2 separate regions of the Mus musculus genome follow, and region 1 is linked to region 2. Evidence: chromatin contacts called from public Hi-C data. All regions are on one chromosome and are shown on one strand. Each heading gives the region's core, a stretch centred on a gene start, on an enhancer-like site or on the middle of the called end of the contact. The rest is flanking DNA. Distances are from core to core; before and after follow the strand shown.

The links. Hi-C and Micro-C count contacts between places; a contact is called where the count stands out from the background.
Region 1: a contact with region 2 is called in a Hi-C map of pancreatic cancer cells, with 2.8 times the contacts expected there. The contact joins two enhancer-like sites. A contact is called at or near these places in 3 of 39 promoter capture datasets (liver and macrophages), 4 of 15 datasets of contacts at CTCF or cohesin (CD8 T cells, large pre-B cells, liver and 1 more), 91 of 484 Hi-C or Micro-C datasets (the 63-12 cell line, 8-cell embryo, the AML12 cell line and 51 more), 15 of 115 datasets of contacts at active chromatin or transcription factors (CD8 T cells, the HPC-7 cell line, Th17 cells and 12 more) and 3 of 9 other capture datasets (adipose tissue, liver and pancreatic islet).

The regions. Positions count from the first base shown.
Region 1 is chr17:12,358,856-12,366,517 of GRCm38.p6, reverse strand. It overlaps Gm41527 (a long non-coding RNA gene), which reads left to right. Exons shown (of 2, transcript XR_876413.1): 2 at 6,877-7,364. Among named protein-coding and RNA genes, the nearest start is that of Gm41527, 7.7 kb to the left of the region's middle. Within about 2 kb of position 2,292, at least 91 of the 459 cell types and tissues checked have an H3K27ac peak or open chromatin away from gene starts, as enhancers often do. A contact at or near this core is called in the HL-1 cell line, the N1E-115 cell line, colon epithelium and 1 more, where this site is marked.
Region 2 is chr17:12,292,386-12,299,372 of GRCm38.p6, reverse strand. The region is part of intron 1 of Map3k4 (mitogen-activated protein kinase kinase kinase 4); the gene reads left to right. Among named protein-coding and RNA genes, the nearest start is that of Map3k4, 23 kb to the left of the region's middle. Within about 2 kb of position 1,747, at least 58 of the 459 cell types and tissues checked have an H3K27ac peak or open chromatin away from gene starts, as enhancers often do. A contact at or near this core is called in the HL-1 cell line, the N1E-115 cell line, colon epithelium and 1 more, where this site is marked.

The sequences.
Region 1 (7,662 bases), core at 1,043-3,542, 67 kb before region 2:
TCACAGTTCATAGCAGTAATGAAATTACAGCTATGAAGTAGCAATCATTTTACAGTTGGGGTCACCACATGAAGAACTAACTGTATTAAAGGCATGCGGCATTAGAACGGTTGAGAACCACTGCTCCAGATGATGTAACTGTGTGGAGAGGGATGGGTTAAAGTTTTCTACTGTTGTTGTTTTATTGCCTGTTCCTCCCTTCAGACCTGTTCATATTTATGTTCTGTGTTTAGGGTTTTACCGTTAGGTGCATATAAGTTATTATTTGTTGTATCTTTGGTAACTCACATTTTAATTATAGGATGAACTTTGTCAGTTTCTTCTTTATTATATATACACATGCACACAAAAATTTTATATAATTTATAGATAGAAACATGTTAACTCAGTAATATATATATATATATATATATATATATACACATTTTGACATTTTTGGCTCATAAAAATCTGACATTTCTTTTACATAACCACAACAACATTTTAATGTGCTTTTTAAAAGTTAAAAATAAATCATGTCTGAGCTGGAGAGACAGCTCAACAGTTAAGAGAACTTATTGCTCCTGCAGAGAATCTGGGTTTAGTTCCTGGCCACTACATGGCAGCTCACAACTCTGGCTTCAGGGGATTCAATGCCGTTTAATGGCATCTGTGGACACTGGACTGCACATTGTGCACATGTGTGTATGCAGGCCAAATACTTAAACACATGCAAATAAATAAATATTTTAAATACAATAATAATAGCAATAGCAATAATATTTTTATTATTAAAATAAACACAGAACATAAATATGAACAGGTCTGAAGGGAGGAACAGGCAATAAAACAACAACAGTAGAAAACTTTAACCCATCCCTCTCCACACATCTGGAGCAGTGGTTCTCAACCGTTCTAATGCCGCATGCCTTTAATACAGTTAGTTCTTCATGTGGTGACCCCAACTGTAATTATTAATAAAAATATTATTGCTATTGCTATTGGTTAAGAGTATTTACTGGTCTTCCAGGGGGCACATGTTACATGTTTCATTCCCAGCATTCAATTTAGGGGCTCACATCTACCTGTTGCTCCAGCCCAGATGATCAGACACCTTCTTCTAGCCTTTTTGGCAGGTACCTGATCACACACACGTACACACCACATACAATTTAAAAACAAAACAAATCTTAAAATAAAAAAGAAAGAAAGAAAGAAAGAAAGAAAGGAAGGAAGGAAGGAAGAAAAGAAAAAAGTTCTTAATATCATGTAGTATGCTAGCTGTTTGTTAATACCCGCTGTATGTTACTATCCATGACTGTAATGTCACATAGTATCCTGGCTATATGTTACTATCCGTGACTATAATGTCACATAGTATCCTGGCTATCTGTTACTATCCATGACTGTAATGTCACATATTATCCTGGCTATATGTTACTATCCATGATTGTAATGTCACATAGTATCCTGGCTATATGTTACTATCCATGACTGTAATGTCACATATTATCCTGGCTATGTATTAACAGCCATGAGTGACCTCAGAATGTTTGTTATACTTGTTGCTACTGCTTCTTTGGCCAGGATCCCAATTCTTTTCTCATCTAGAATCATTCTATGCAACACAATTTTTTTCTCATTGTTATTTGGATTTTATTTCCCCTGTCATCGGAGATTTTATCTGCTAGCTTTCTCCTTGGTAGTGTGCTGCAAAATTACCCGCTCTGATCGGCTTTTTAACAATGTTCTCAAAAAAACCAAAAAAACAAAAAAAAACAAAAACAAACAAACAAAAAAAAAACAAAACCTCTATCCCTTCCAGTCACAAGCTCTACCCTCTCAAAGTCGCCAGTTTAAAGACTAAATGGAAGCAAGCCTAGGGCTAGGCCACCCATGGAGGATGAGGTCATGTGACTGCTATAGCATCTCTCTGCAAAGACTAAAGGAAACAGCAGGCACCACCAACTGCACGGCTGCTAGACACCATGCGTCTCCACACAAGCTGTCTAACGCCCACAGCCCACAGCATTTGCTGAACCCGGCGTGGCCACCAGGGTTTCAGAGAAAGGCAGAGAGAAGCCGAGACGCTGAAGGAGACTATAGCTGCTGCCCCACCCAGGATGGAGTTATACTCCTAACCCAAGGTCATCCCGAAATAGCATGGACCAACAATGCGCTTGCTCATCTCATAGTACAGCAGAGTACTATTTGCCCCCATGACCCAGTATCTAAGTGGGGTGTGATACAGCGAGTGAGAAAGTGCGGTGTCATCAGCCTGGGAAATGACTATGATTCAAAAGGCAGTTTCTACTGAATGAGTATCAAATTCACATCACCCTAGCTGCAAAACTGAAAGTAGATTGCTTGTGGTCAGGGAGTGTGTAGTGCCCATATTTCCCCTGCTTCTTACATCATAACCTGCCCGGACTGTTGTTTCCTAAGCACGAGTGCTCAGCAGATCATTCAATAGCCAAGCCTTTCTTTTGTGATCGTTAACAAACTGAATGATTGACACTTAGAGAAATTCTGTCATGTTATCTACAGGGCCGCCAACCACAGCCCCTGAATTCAAGCAACCATCTCTAAGAATAGGGGATCCTTGGGCAGGAGAGATGGCTCAACAATACTGGCTTCAGAAGCAAGAGAGCCAGAGTTCAGGTCCCAAAGCCTGTGTAAATGACAGGCGAGACATGGTGAGTCACTTCCAACTCCAGTCTCAGAAGCCAAAAGACAGGAGATCCCGGGCGCAAGCTGGCTAGCCAGACTGACCAACCCAGGAAGCTCTGGGTGTGAGTGAGAGACCTTGTGTGATGGTTTGTATATGCTTTGTCCAGGGAGTGGCACTATTAGGAAGTGTGGCCTTGTTGGAGTAGGTGTGACACTGTGGGTGTGGGCTTAAATACCCTAGTGCTAGCTGCCTGGAAGTGAGTCTTAAACTAGCAGCTTTCAGATGAAGATGTAGAACTCTCAGCTCCTCCTGTACCAAGCCTGCCTGGATGCTGCCTTGCTCCTGCCTTAATGATAATGGACTGAACCTCTGAACCTGTAAGCCAGCCCCAATTGAATGTTGTCTTTATAAGACTTGCCTTGGTCATGGTGTCTGTTCACAGAAGTAGAACTATGACTAAGACATCTTGATCAAAAAGCAAGGTGGGGAGCAGTTAAGGAAGCCTCCAGCCATTACTCTTGGGCCTCCAAACATGCTTTGTTTACATACACATGTGCTCCCACCCATATACAACACAGTCACACACATGCACAGATACACACTGTGTAAAAAAAAAAAACATATAAAGCATAGAGAAGCCTCCATGGTAGACTGAGGGTGGTGGCCTGAGGGGGCAGTCACTTCTTTCTTGGGACATCGCCCATTGAGGGTGGCTCTTCTCATTGATCCAGTAGTATAAGGAATGAATTGGTTGTGTTGAAATGAATGAATGAGCCTCCAACCTCTTCCAAGAATGTTAATTAACCTTGAGAAATACTCTGCCTTTAAAATTTTTACAGTAAGGGCCAAAAGTGGTTAAAAGGCACATTAGTTAATTTTCCATCGCGGTGACAAAATAGGTGAGGAAAACCCAACTTGATGGATTTGTTCTGACCCCAGGTTCAGAGGGTTGAGTCTGTGGCTGACTGGCTCCACTGAGCTCAGCTTGAGGGAAGGAAGGAAGGAAGGAAGGAAGGAAGGAAGGAAGGAAGGAAGGAAGGAAGGAAGGGCAGCAGTGGAGAGGCTAGATAGATCAGAGGTGTTCACCTCAGGCCGGTCGGGAAGGAGAGACAGAGAGACAGACAGAAACAGAGACAGACAGAGGCAAATAGAGACAGGGAGAAAGACAGAGACAGAGATGGACAGAGACAAAGAGAGACAGAGACTGACAGAGACTGACTTGGCAGTCAAGAAGCAGAGAGATGGTGATGAAGAGGCTGGGATCATGCGCACCTTTTAGGGGTACACCCCCGGTGACCTACGTCTTTCAGTCGGACTTCTCTTATGGTTTCTACAGCCTCCTAATAATCTGTTCAATTATGAATCTACCAGTGGGTTAATCCATTGATTAGGTGGGCACCAACTTGATCCACTGACTTCCAGTCATCTGAGTATGGCCTTGGGTAATCAAGTCTTAACTGCATGAGCCCTTTGCAGGGCCACTATAGCCAAAGCATAAAACAAAGATTAGCATGAAAAGCAAGACAAGCCTGGTGTGCTTTCGCTTATTCACACAACAAACACATATGTATAAAACCACAGGGTCTGGGATGCAATTGAAACAGTGACAACCAGGAAGGACCATGGTAAGTGGGAAGCACCAATGAGGACCACTGTACTTCCATGGAATAGAATCCACAATGCAGAAATGCAGGTGTAGGAAAGCCATAAGCAGCATGGAGCCTTCGGGGAGAGCAGGATGATTGGGAGACTTTGAAAGTTGCTTGTAGACTGAAGTCTGAAGGGAGACTGAGCTAGAGGTGATGGATTGAGGGCATGCAGGTGGAATAATCTTAGACCGAAGAGCACTAGCAAAAACCCAGAGCTCTGTGACAGTTGTGTGAAAGGAAGACCAGTAAAGCAACCATCAACAAAAAGGAAGGAGGGAAAGCATAAGTAGACTACAATCCAGTCATGCAGGTCTTTATCAAACACCAGGGAATGGGGTATTAGATCTTGCACATGGGCAAGAGGCTGTTGAAATGATAGAGTACAAGGTGAGAAGAGCATGAAGTATTGTCCCTACTTTGGAAGGAGGTGGCTTGGGGCTACTAAGGTGGAATGGAGCTGGGAGGTAGTACAAAGGTGTGGGGAGAGGTGCACTCTGATTGTATAGGGCAGTGATGCCTAAGAACTCAGGAAGAGCAACAGGTGGGGGCATGGAAACTGAGTGCAGAAACATTGAAGAAGATGCACGTAGATATACCTTCCTGATGTAGTCCGAGTAAAAGTGTTGTAGTTAGGGTTTCTATTTGTACTGGCTGGTTTTGTGTGTCAACTTGACACAGCTGGAGTTATCACAGAGAGTTCCAGTCCTGACTTCCTTGGTGATGAACAGCAGTATGGAAATGTAAGCTGAATAAACCCTTTCCTCCCCAACTTGCTTCTTGGTCATGCTGTTTGTGCAGGAATAGAAAGCCTGACTAAGACACTATTGCTGTGATGAAACACCACCACCAAAAGCAACTTGGGGAGGAGAAGGCTTAGTTCATCTTAAAGATTATAATTGTAGTACATCATCCAGAAAAGTCAGGGCAGAAACTCAAGGCAGGAACTGATGCAGAGGCCATGGAGGAGTGCTGCTCACTGGTGTGCTCCCAACAGCTTGCCCACCCAGCTTTCTTATAGGACTCAGGATCACCTACCAAGGGTTGACACCACCCATGGTGAGCCTACCCACATTAATTAAGATAAAGCTCAAGAACTCACCTGTAGGATAAGGTATTTTCTCAATTGAGAGTCCCTCTTCCCAAATGACTCTATCTGGTATGGAGTTGACCAAAAACTAACTAGCCCAAGAAGCATGGGAGATATTGGAGACATGTTTCTTGAAGCCACAAGAGTGGGTAAGTGTGTACACGTTTATAGGGAAATTTTTGTGAGGTATCATTAAAGGGAGATAGGGAGAGAAAGCATTAATATAGTATGTCATAGGATGTAAGTATAATGTGATGTCACAGGATGTTAGTATGGTAGGACATCACAGGTCAAATGATGAACAGGCTCTATCACTATCCATTCTAAAAAATGTCTGGCCACACAAATGTCAACACTTAGAAAACTCACTCTCTTTTGGGGGGATAAGAATTGTGCCAAGTGGTTTCTTGCCACTCTACGATACATATAGCAGCTGTGGATACAATAGCTTTGAAGAAAGAACGTTCACCTTTAAAGTCTGAGTATTCACATCCTCTAGCCCCCCTTTGCAGAGAGCCCTTCACCTGGAAAGGCTGAGAGAGAGGGAGAGAGAGAGAGAGGGAGAGAGAGAGAGAGAGAGAGAGAGAGAGAGAGAGAGAGAGAGAGAGGCTAGGAGGGAGTGCAGGTTGTGTTGCTCATGGAAGGAAATCCGTCCCAGATGCCCCGATGAGAAGACACAGAAAAAACAAACAAACAAACAAACAAACAAACAAACAGGAAGCCCAGGGATTCTGGAGAGACTCCCCATTCAGCTACAACCCAGGCTGGCTGAGGACAGGACAATGAGGGAAAGTCCCATGGAGACCATTGGCCCCTCCCTCTCCCAGAATGCCAATCTTCCAGACAGTGCAAGGGTTCCCTGCTTCCCAGGCAGCAGAGTGGTAGTTTCATCCGTGAAGAAAAGGAATCTAAAGACAGCTGATATTACCACAGGAGAAGAGAGAGCTTCTCGGAGGCTCTTAGGGGCACCTTGGGTGAGCAGCGGGCAAGTCTAGTAAGGACTTTCCACCTAGATGGCGCGGTACTCCTGTGGCTGTCAAGCAAGTCGCATGACCGGAAGGAAACCAGTGCTTAGGCTGAGACCGAAGTTCTCAAGTCTGTTAACAAGGATTCGAGGCACTGATTCTCTTAGAAACGCTGTGGAAAGTGTCTTGCCTAAACGGAACCAGCTCTGTAGCTTTGTAAGCTACTCTTGAACCGAAACAAGCAAACTACATGATGGTACGCAACACGATGGTTAGGTGGGGATCCTCGCTACTTTACCTCAGCTTGCTTGCTTGGTTAGACGGTGTTTCTAGTTATCTGTCTTATTGCATATAGTAGCCATCTACTCTGACCGTGACCTCTAGATCTCCAGCCCTTCTAAATCCATTCTCAACACTAACACCAACGTTTCTCCAAGCTCCCCCTTCACCGTTTAGTTCTATCTGATGTATCTCTTTCGCAACATTTTATTTTATTATTGTATTGTATTTATTTTATTTGTTTAGAATGAAGAGGTAAAGTGGCCAAGAATGTGGCTTCATTGGCAGAGAGCTTGCCTCATATGCATGAAGCTCTGGATGATGTGCCTAAGACCACAAACAAAGAGCAGTGCGATGCAACCCAGAATCTCAGCATCAGGAGGTAGAGGCAGGAGAATCAGAAGTGCAAAATCTAACCTTGGTTCCATAGTACCCTGGAGGCCAGCAGGGCTATGGGAATCTCCTGATGGGAGAAGAAACGACTGAAGCCTGGAGTTGGCCAGAGGAGGAACCTGTCTCCTGGAGAAGGGGTTACAACTTGTCGAATGACTTTGCAGGGAAGACGGTGTGGAGACCGTACAAGGCACAAACCACACCTTAGCTTCTGCATAAGATGTCTCTTTTTTCCCTGTGTGGTCACACTGACTATATCCCCTCTTTCTGCTTTCCATTACAAAAGAAGAAAGAAAAAAAATGTAAAAGAAAGAAAGAATGAATTAGAAGGTTTGACAAACTATGGTTTTTCCTACTTCCTAGAAAGTTATTCTAAATTTATTCTAAATTTACTTACCTGCAATTTCCTTTCTCTGAGTGCTCCTCCTGTCTCCTGGCCTGTGGAACTGGTCCTCACGCTGACTCTTTATTCTGGTGTTATTTGTCTTCCCTGGGCTGTTTTTCACTGTGGCTTGCCAACAGTCATTCTGTGGAGATATTTCTTTAATTACACAGACACACAGAATACGTTCCTGTTTCTCTGTAGACTTAGTTATTGCCCCTATTTTGACATATTTTCTTTCTGTCTTCCCCACCCCT
Region 2 (6,987 bases), core at 498-2,997:
CACATCTGACTTCACTGTCTAGCCATGTCTTTGTGGCTCAGCATGGAGCTGGTTAATCACAAAGTGTTGTGGTAAGCTGTGAAAGTAGGGACAGGAGCCCTCATTTTCGTCCCTGTCCAGGCTAGGTCAGTCACTGTTCTCTGCGACTCTGTGGAATCGGTGCACGTGTCTCTGTCCTTTGTTCTTTCCATGGCAGAGTCCACACAACGTGTGTCAGGCTGTGTACTGCCTCAGCAAAGGTCCTGTGTGCACATAAAGATGGCAGAGGTTCTAGAGATTAATCAGCTTGGTACTGAGCTATAAAGAAATGGTGAGAGTCCATACAGGTACAATTACCCTTGTAAGCAGGTTTATTACTGTAATGCAAAGTTTCAGATAGGAGAACCATCTGTATCTGAGAAATAATGTCACTTTTGTGTAGTTTGGTGTTTTAAGTGATGTCAGTTTTCCTATTAATTCTTTTAGATATTTTACAATCTTCCTTAAAGCTAAGTCTTACAAGAATCTTTGTGCTCTCATGCATTATATGAAACTGGGGCCAGAACCAGATGAGGTTAATTGATACCAACAAATATGTTGAATTTGACTATCTGTAAATATTTTCACTTTTAAAACCAGGTAATTTTTTTCTTTTGTATCAATTTATTTTTTTAATAGAATTTCCCATCTGTTTTTTCCCTAAAGGAATCCATCTATCTATCTATCTATCTATCTATCTATCTATCTATCTTCCCTGTTATAAATGAAGTGTTTAGATTTGTTGTAGTTTGACTCTTTGTCAAGTATTGCTTTTCCCATACATGTTGTAAATTAAGTAGTGTTATTTCACTTTCTAACACCAAAAAACCAAAACAAAACAAAAACCCAAAACAAAAAATCACACCCCAATTCTCCCCCCCCAAAAAAAAAAAACAGATCAAAAGAACAACTTTTTGGGTTATAAAAATATGGATGTACTTCCTTTTAGTGATAACAGTAAACAAAGCCAAGAAAGGTAGAATAAAGGTTAAGTGTAGAGTGCCTGCCTGTGACACTGAGTGCCAGGCAGTGTGACCCTAAGTCCTGAGACAGGAGGCAGGCAGAGGAGCCTCTTTCTTCCTGGATAGCTTGTCAGGCTGAGGTGCACAGAGGCAGCCCCAGGCAGCAGGGTGGAGAGGCAGGTTGAACTTTGGAGCTGAGGCAGTTAGAGGTTGAGGGAGAGTCCTTGAGAGGAAGACTACAGAAAAGGCTGCAGGCGCCTGCTGTCTGTCAGGCCTCTGGGCTCTGCAGCCACAGACACATGTGTTTAGGGCACACACTACTCAAGATCAGGCAGAGCCAGGCACAGAAGTGCTGCTGCTGTTCGAGGAGAATCTGCAGAGCCAGCCGGAAGGCCAGCGTGATGCTGAAGTCTTTCTTAGGGCACTCAGGAGAGAGTTGGCGTTCCTGGCTTAGCAGCAGGGCCAGACTAGCCTAGAGAAAGGCTTCTCTGCTTTTCTGTGCCATTGCCTTCAGCATACTTGAGAGGAGGCATGAGGGTTGCAGGGAGTTAGAAATAAATTACAGCAGTCTACCCTTCACCCCAGATCCTAAAGCATGACGGCAAAGTCCAAGTAACAATATTAACTTTATGACATCAGTATCCAATAAAAATGACCAGTTACAGTACATGGCTGTGATTCCAGCATTGAGGAGGCTGAGGCAGGAGGCTCATCTTGGGCTACATAATAAGACCTTCCAAAACAGAACAGAACAAAACAAAACAGAAACATAAAACTAGTCATTCCAGGAAGCAGGAAAATATGACTCACACCCAGGGTAAATCTGCACTCAGCAGTGACAATCCCAGAAATGTAAACAGCCACGGCGGCAGCCAGAAGTGCTGTTCCATAGAAAGTCAGCTTTAGATACCTAAAATACACAAGGAGATTCTTGTAGCGCGAGTGACCTGGGATGAAAGGTGACAGCCTCTTGGGTGACAGCCAGAGCGGGATGCTCAGAGAGGTGGACACTAGGCTGTGAACGTGGGAGCATAGCAGCAGACAATGCTGAAGTGGCGCAGAGAGAGCACCCAGGAGGCACAGAGCACCAGGCTCAGGTGGCACAGGCAGCTGAGTTCCAGACACGGATGGCATGGGCACACAGGTGCAGGAAAGACTAGTGGCAGAGAGAAGCATTTTAAGTAATGGCTTCACATGCAGTCTGTACACACAGGCTTCACACGCAAGCTGCACACTCAGGCTGTACATGCAGGCTTTACACGCAGGATGCACACGCAGGCTTCACACACAGCCTTCACACTCAAGCTGCACACTCAGGCTGCACACGCAGGCTTCACGCAGCACAGGAATCCCACAGCACAAGCCTGTCACTGTAAAGTCACTGTGTACTCTGTGTTCAGTGGTTGTCAGTCCTGTGAGTGACGTCAGCGGCTTTCTCCTTATGCCCCATTTATAGTAGCTCTCTTCCTGTGTTCGTACCCCAGGAGCTCTGACAGAACCAACTTCCTTTGATTCTTCACCAAATCAGTTTTTCTTAGGTGTCCTTAAAAATCTTTCCTTACAAAGGCTTTATTATGCTTAGTCATAGCCTTGGAAGAATTGTAATTATCCTTAAACTAATGGTTACTTAGTTCAGTGCTAAATTCCTTAATTTGTATTTTTTTTTCTGGTATGTAGGGAGGACTACCCCATCTCAGACAGTGTCATAAAATATTGAAAATTACCTGATTTAGGAAACCCTTTAACTTTTACGTGATTTTTTCAAGTATGAAATGTGTGCATGTGTATGCATGTGTGTTATAGCCATTGGGTGAGCATCACGTTTGAGTTCCTTTTGCATCTGGTATCTGCTAATATTACGTCCATCAGTGCCTGTTAACCTGTTGGGGGCCATAGACTGAGAGTGTGATGAGACCTGGAGTAGAGGCGGAGAGTGCACAGGTGCTGGTGAGGGGCTTGTGCTGGGTTTCAGGAGCCTCACAGGCGAGCCAGGGAGCCACGAGTGCTTCATGCACTACCTTCATGTGTACATGTTGGTTGCATATTGAAAATTCTCTTAGAAGCTGCCTGTGATTTTTTTTTTAAAGATTTATTTATTTATTATATGTAAGTACACTGTAGCTGTCCTCAGACACTCCAGAAGAGGGCATCAGATTTTGTTACGGATGGTTGTGAGCCACCATGTGGTTGCTGAGATTTGAACTTGGGACCTCAGAGCTTTTAACCACTGAGCCATCTCACCAGCCCCCTGCCTGTGATTTTTACGCCTGGAACGTACAGGGCCTCAAGATCTCTATTGCCAGTAAGTTCCATGCTGGCCTTGGTTGGGAGAACAACACAATTAAAGATAAGTGGCGCACGCCTTTAATCCCAGCACTGAGGGGCAGAGGCAGGTGGATTTCTGAGTTCCAGGTCAGCCTGGTCTACAGTGAGTTCCAGGACAGCCAGAGCTGTACAGAGAAACCCTGTTTTGAAAAACAAGAACAAAAACAAAGAAAGAAACAAACAAAAACCTTGTGTATTTTTATCTGGAAGCCTTGAACCTCTGCTTAAAACCCTCCTCAGTTTATTCCATTTTTTATTTATAAAAAGTTGTTCTTTTCTTTATGAGGTAAGTCTTACATGTGTGTCTCCATTTCTTTTGTGGTGTCTCCATTTTCTTTTACGTCTTAGGAGGCAGCTTATGTGCTTAAGTCTTTCACAGTTCCTTAGGGGTCATTCTCTCAAGTAGAATTTGGGCTGGCTTTGAGGGCCACCGTTCATACGTGATGACTCTGAAACATTGAGGTCCCATGAGGGTATAATGGAGCTGCAGACCTCCTTTTGCGTGGCGGGTCACCGCTGGTGTGCCGCTCTCATGGTTAGGTTGTCCTTCTGTACTGCCAGCTGTTAGAAATCTAGCACATAAATCACACAGAGTATACACACTTGAAAGTGATAATAAACACGTTTCTGGTTGGTACGTTTACTGCTCTTTACTGGTGTGTGTGTGTGTGTGTGTGTGTGTGTGTGGGCACTGTTACTTGTTAGAACAGTGTGCTATTGCACCAAGTTTTGCCATCTCTGCCACCTGTGTGCTGAGATTGCTGACTGCATCAGGTCATGTCTGGTGGCTGACCTGCTGGAATGTACCCCAGTGTTGAAGAGACGTGTGACTAGAGATGGGAAGCCTCACATGGAAATAATAAAATCGCAGTCGTGTTGGACAGGTGTGTACCAGTTTGCCTATCTTACCTGCTAGAGTAGTGGTTGGCTGAGGCCTGTGGAGACAGGCTCACAAGCCTCTGTCTCCTGTGCATGGCCTCAGGTGCCCTGGTTTTCTTGGCTGTAATGTCCCAGCCCCTTGCAGTGTCTCAAAGGAGGCGCTACTCTCCTCTGCTCAGGTCCTTCCCACAGGCTGTTGTTCGTCTCAGCACTCCTGGTCTCAGCCACTTCTGGTCAGAGCTTTGGCGTTTCCGTTGAAGGATTCTTTGGAGAACCTTTGTTTTCCGCCTGGTTCTGCTCTGGCTGTGTGTTTCTATGACTTGCCTCAACTCCGTCCTAAACTCTCGTGGGTGTGTGCTAACGTGCTAGTAGGCCGTGAATTCACAGAGATCCACCTGCCTCTTCCTCCTGAAATGCTAAGATGAAAGGCATGTGCGTGCCTCGCCATAGCTTGGTCTTGAAGTCAAAGACTGGAGCAGCAGCTCCTCTGTCTGGTGCTGTACTTTTCCAACTCAGTCCTGTGTAGTCAGGTCAGTGCTGAACTCGCTGAGTCTAGTATTGCCCCAAGGAGCTGACCTGTAATTAGACACTGCGCACATACTATGGGTGTGCGGCAGGCAGTCAGTGTGTACTTTCAACTGCAGACAAGTTGGAATTAAGCCCATGTAACAAAACAGAAATGACTAGCAAAAAACAACGTCTTAAAAATTTTTAACAGCTATCATGCCTAACCCAAAATCCTAACTTCAGCAGAAAAAATATTAGTGTTAATTCAGACTTTGGAGGGCTTGCCTTCTCGTTCCCCTCAGGCTAGTTTTCCCTCTTAGGTGTAAACTCACAAGGTTGCGTGGACCGAGCTCTAACATGGTGTCCCCTTAGAGGTGCAGTGCCTTCGTGTGACGTTCTTGGTGGGAAGGGTAAGCTCCCTCTGAGGGAGAGGGGTTAGAGGTGGGCCTTTGATCCGGCTGGTAGAAATAAGCGGGCCAGGCAGACTCTCAGTTTTCCTCTCACTTAAATTATAGTCAGTCTAGGTCTCCTCAGCCTGGCTTTAGGCTGCTGCCTTGTCCCTGTGGATGCACGAGTTTGGGGGGGGGGGGCTTTACTAGAGGTCTGAGGCCTAACACTGGCCCAGCAGTTAGCTCTGTGAGCCAGCTCTGTGAGCTGTGGGCAGTCCACCCTCCTCTCCCATCCCTGTGGTGTCCCTCTAGCCAGTGCTCCTCAAATCACAGTCTGTAGTGGAAGTGACTTTGCATGTTGGCCGTATGGAGAACAGAAGCATCTTAGTGAGTTAGGTGTAGGGCAGCCGTGGGGGAGGCCATGACATTTGGATTGGACCAGGACTCTAGTTCCGGTTTAGATGCTTAAAGTTAAGCAGCTATGTCATCAGCCCATCCCTGTGATCTAGCCGAAGAATCCTTCTGAGACTTCCCGGGTCTTTGGAATGGCCCAGTGGGGAGCTTCAGCTAGGGGCTTGGTTGGATGCCTGTCAGAAAACAGTGCTGATGTGAGTGCATCAGACAGTCACTGTGAATTGGCTGTCTGGGCAAAGGGTCTTTACTTAAAGTGGCCCGGAAAGTTCTGCTAAAGATGAAATTCAGTTATGTGTGGCATTTGGCAGACTGCCTGGCAGATGGCCGGTACTCACTGTTTAATGACAGCAATTACACTGTCCTAATAAAAATCATTCTTTATGTGTAACCAATTACAGAGACGATTAAAAACACAGATATAAAGTCTTTTTATTGGTTTTAACCATTGCCTATATTTGGGTCTTCCAGCATGTGGATGGTAAGCATGTTTCTCAGTCTCCATCCTGTGCCTACCACCTGTGCAATTGTTGTTGCATCCTTAGCCTTGTTTACTGTTATTTACTCTTTAAGATCATTTTCCTAAGGGAATTACCTTTGCTCTTAAAGGGAATCGAAGTTTATTGTGACTGGACGTAGCGGGCTGTAGTAGTATGTGGCCCAGATACTTTGTGACATGCTCCCTGATGGCCTTTGCATCATGAAGGGCTGTGCACTGGTCTCTAAGACTTCCTCAGAGCTGCTGAGGAAGCCAAGTTGCCTCTGGGCTCAGCTCCTGGAGGAGGGGTAACCCTAGGAGGGCGGGGGAGTAGAGCTTGGCATTTAGACAGGAATTCAGCACACCCTCTGTGGTAGTCACCCAGACGGCAGAGCCTGGGCCCGTGCACTAGACGCTCCGGTGAATGCTGTAATATGTATTTCCAGTCATACCCATACTTCCTAATCATAATTCCTATCAGGAAGGACACACCAAAATCTGTCTTTAACATTAAAGGTGGGAAGCTGGTGCATAGTTCAATTTGGGAGTCATTTCAGAACATTTCCTTGCCTATTTAGACGTTTTTGTACAACTGTGATTATCAGTCAGTTGAACTTAAATGCATTTTTTAATTTTGTAATTCATTTTTCTTTTTGAGAAAGGGCTTCACTGTACAGTCCAGATTGGCCTTGGACTCTATAGAGTTCCTGCTAGCCTTGAACTTGGGGTATGGCTGATATACCCAGTGGCTCTCCACTGGAGGAAAGTGATTTAACCTTTCCCACCAGGCATCAGTTGTAAATAGTTTCATGGTTAGGGCTGCCACTGTGTGTCCACTTCCTCTGCTCCATGCTGGGAAGGGTCTCAGTACTGCCCCAGGCCCTCTGAGTTCTTCTGTGCACCAGTCCCGTTGTGTCTAGAAGACAGCTTCCTTGGAGTCATCTACTACCTTTGTCTCTTACAGTCTCTCTGTCTTCTCTTCCTCAGGGGAAGGGTTTGGTGAAGACACCCCATTTAG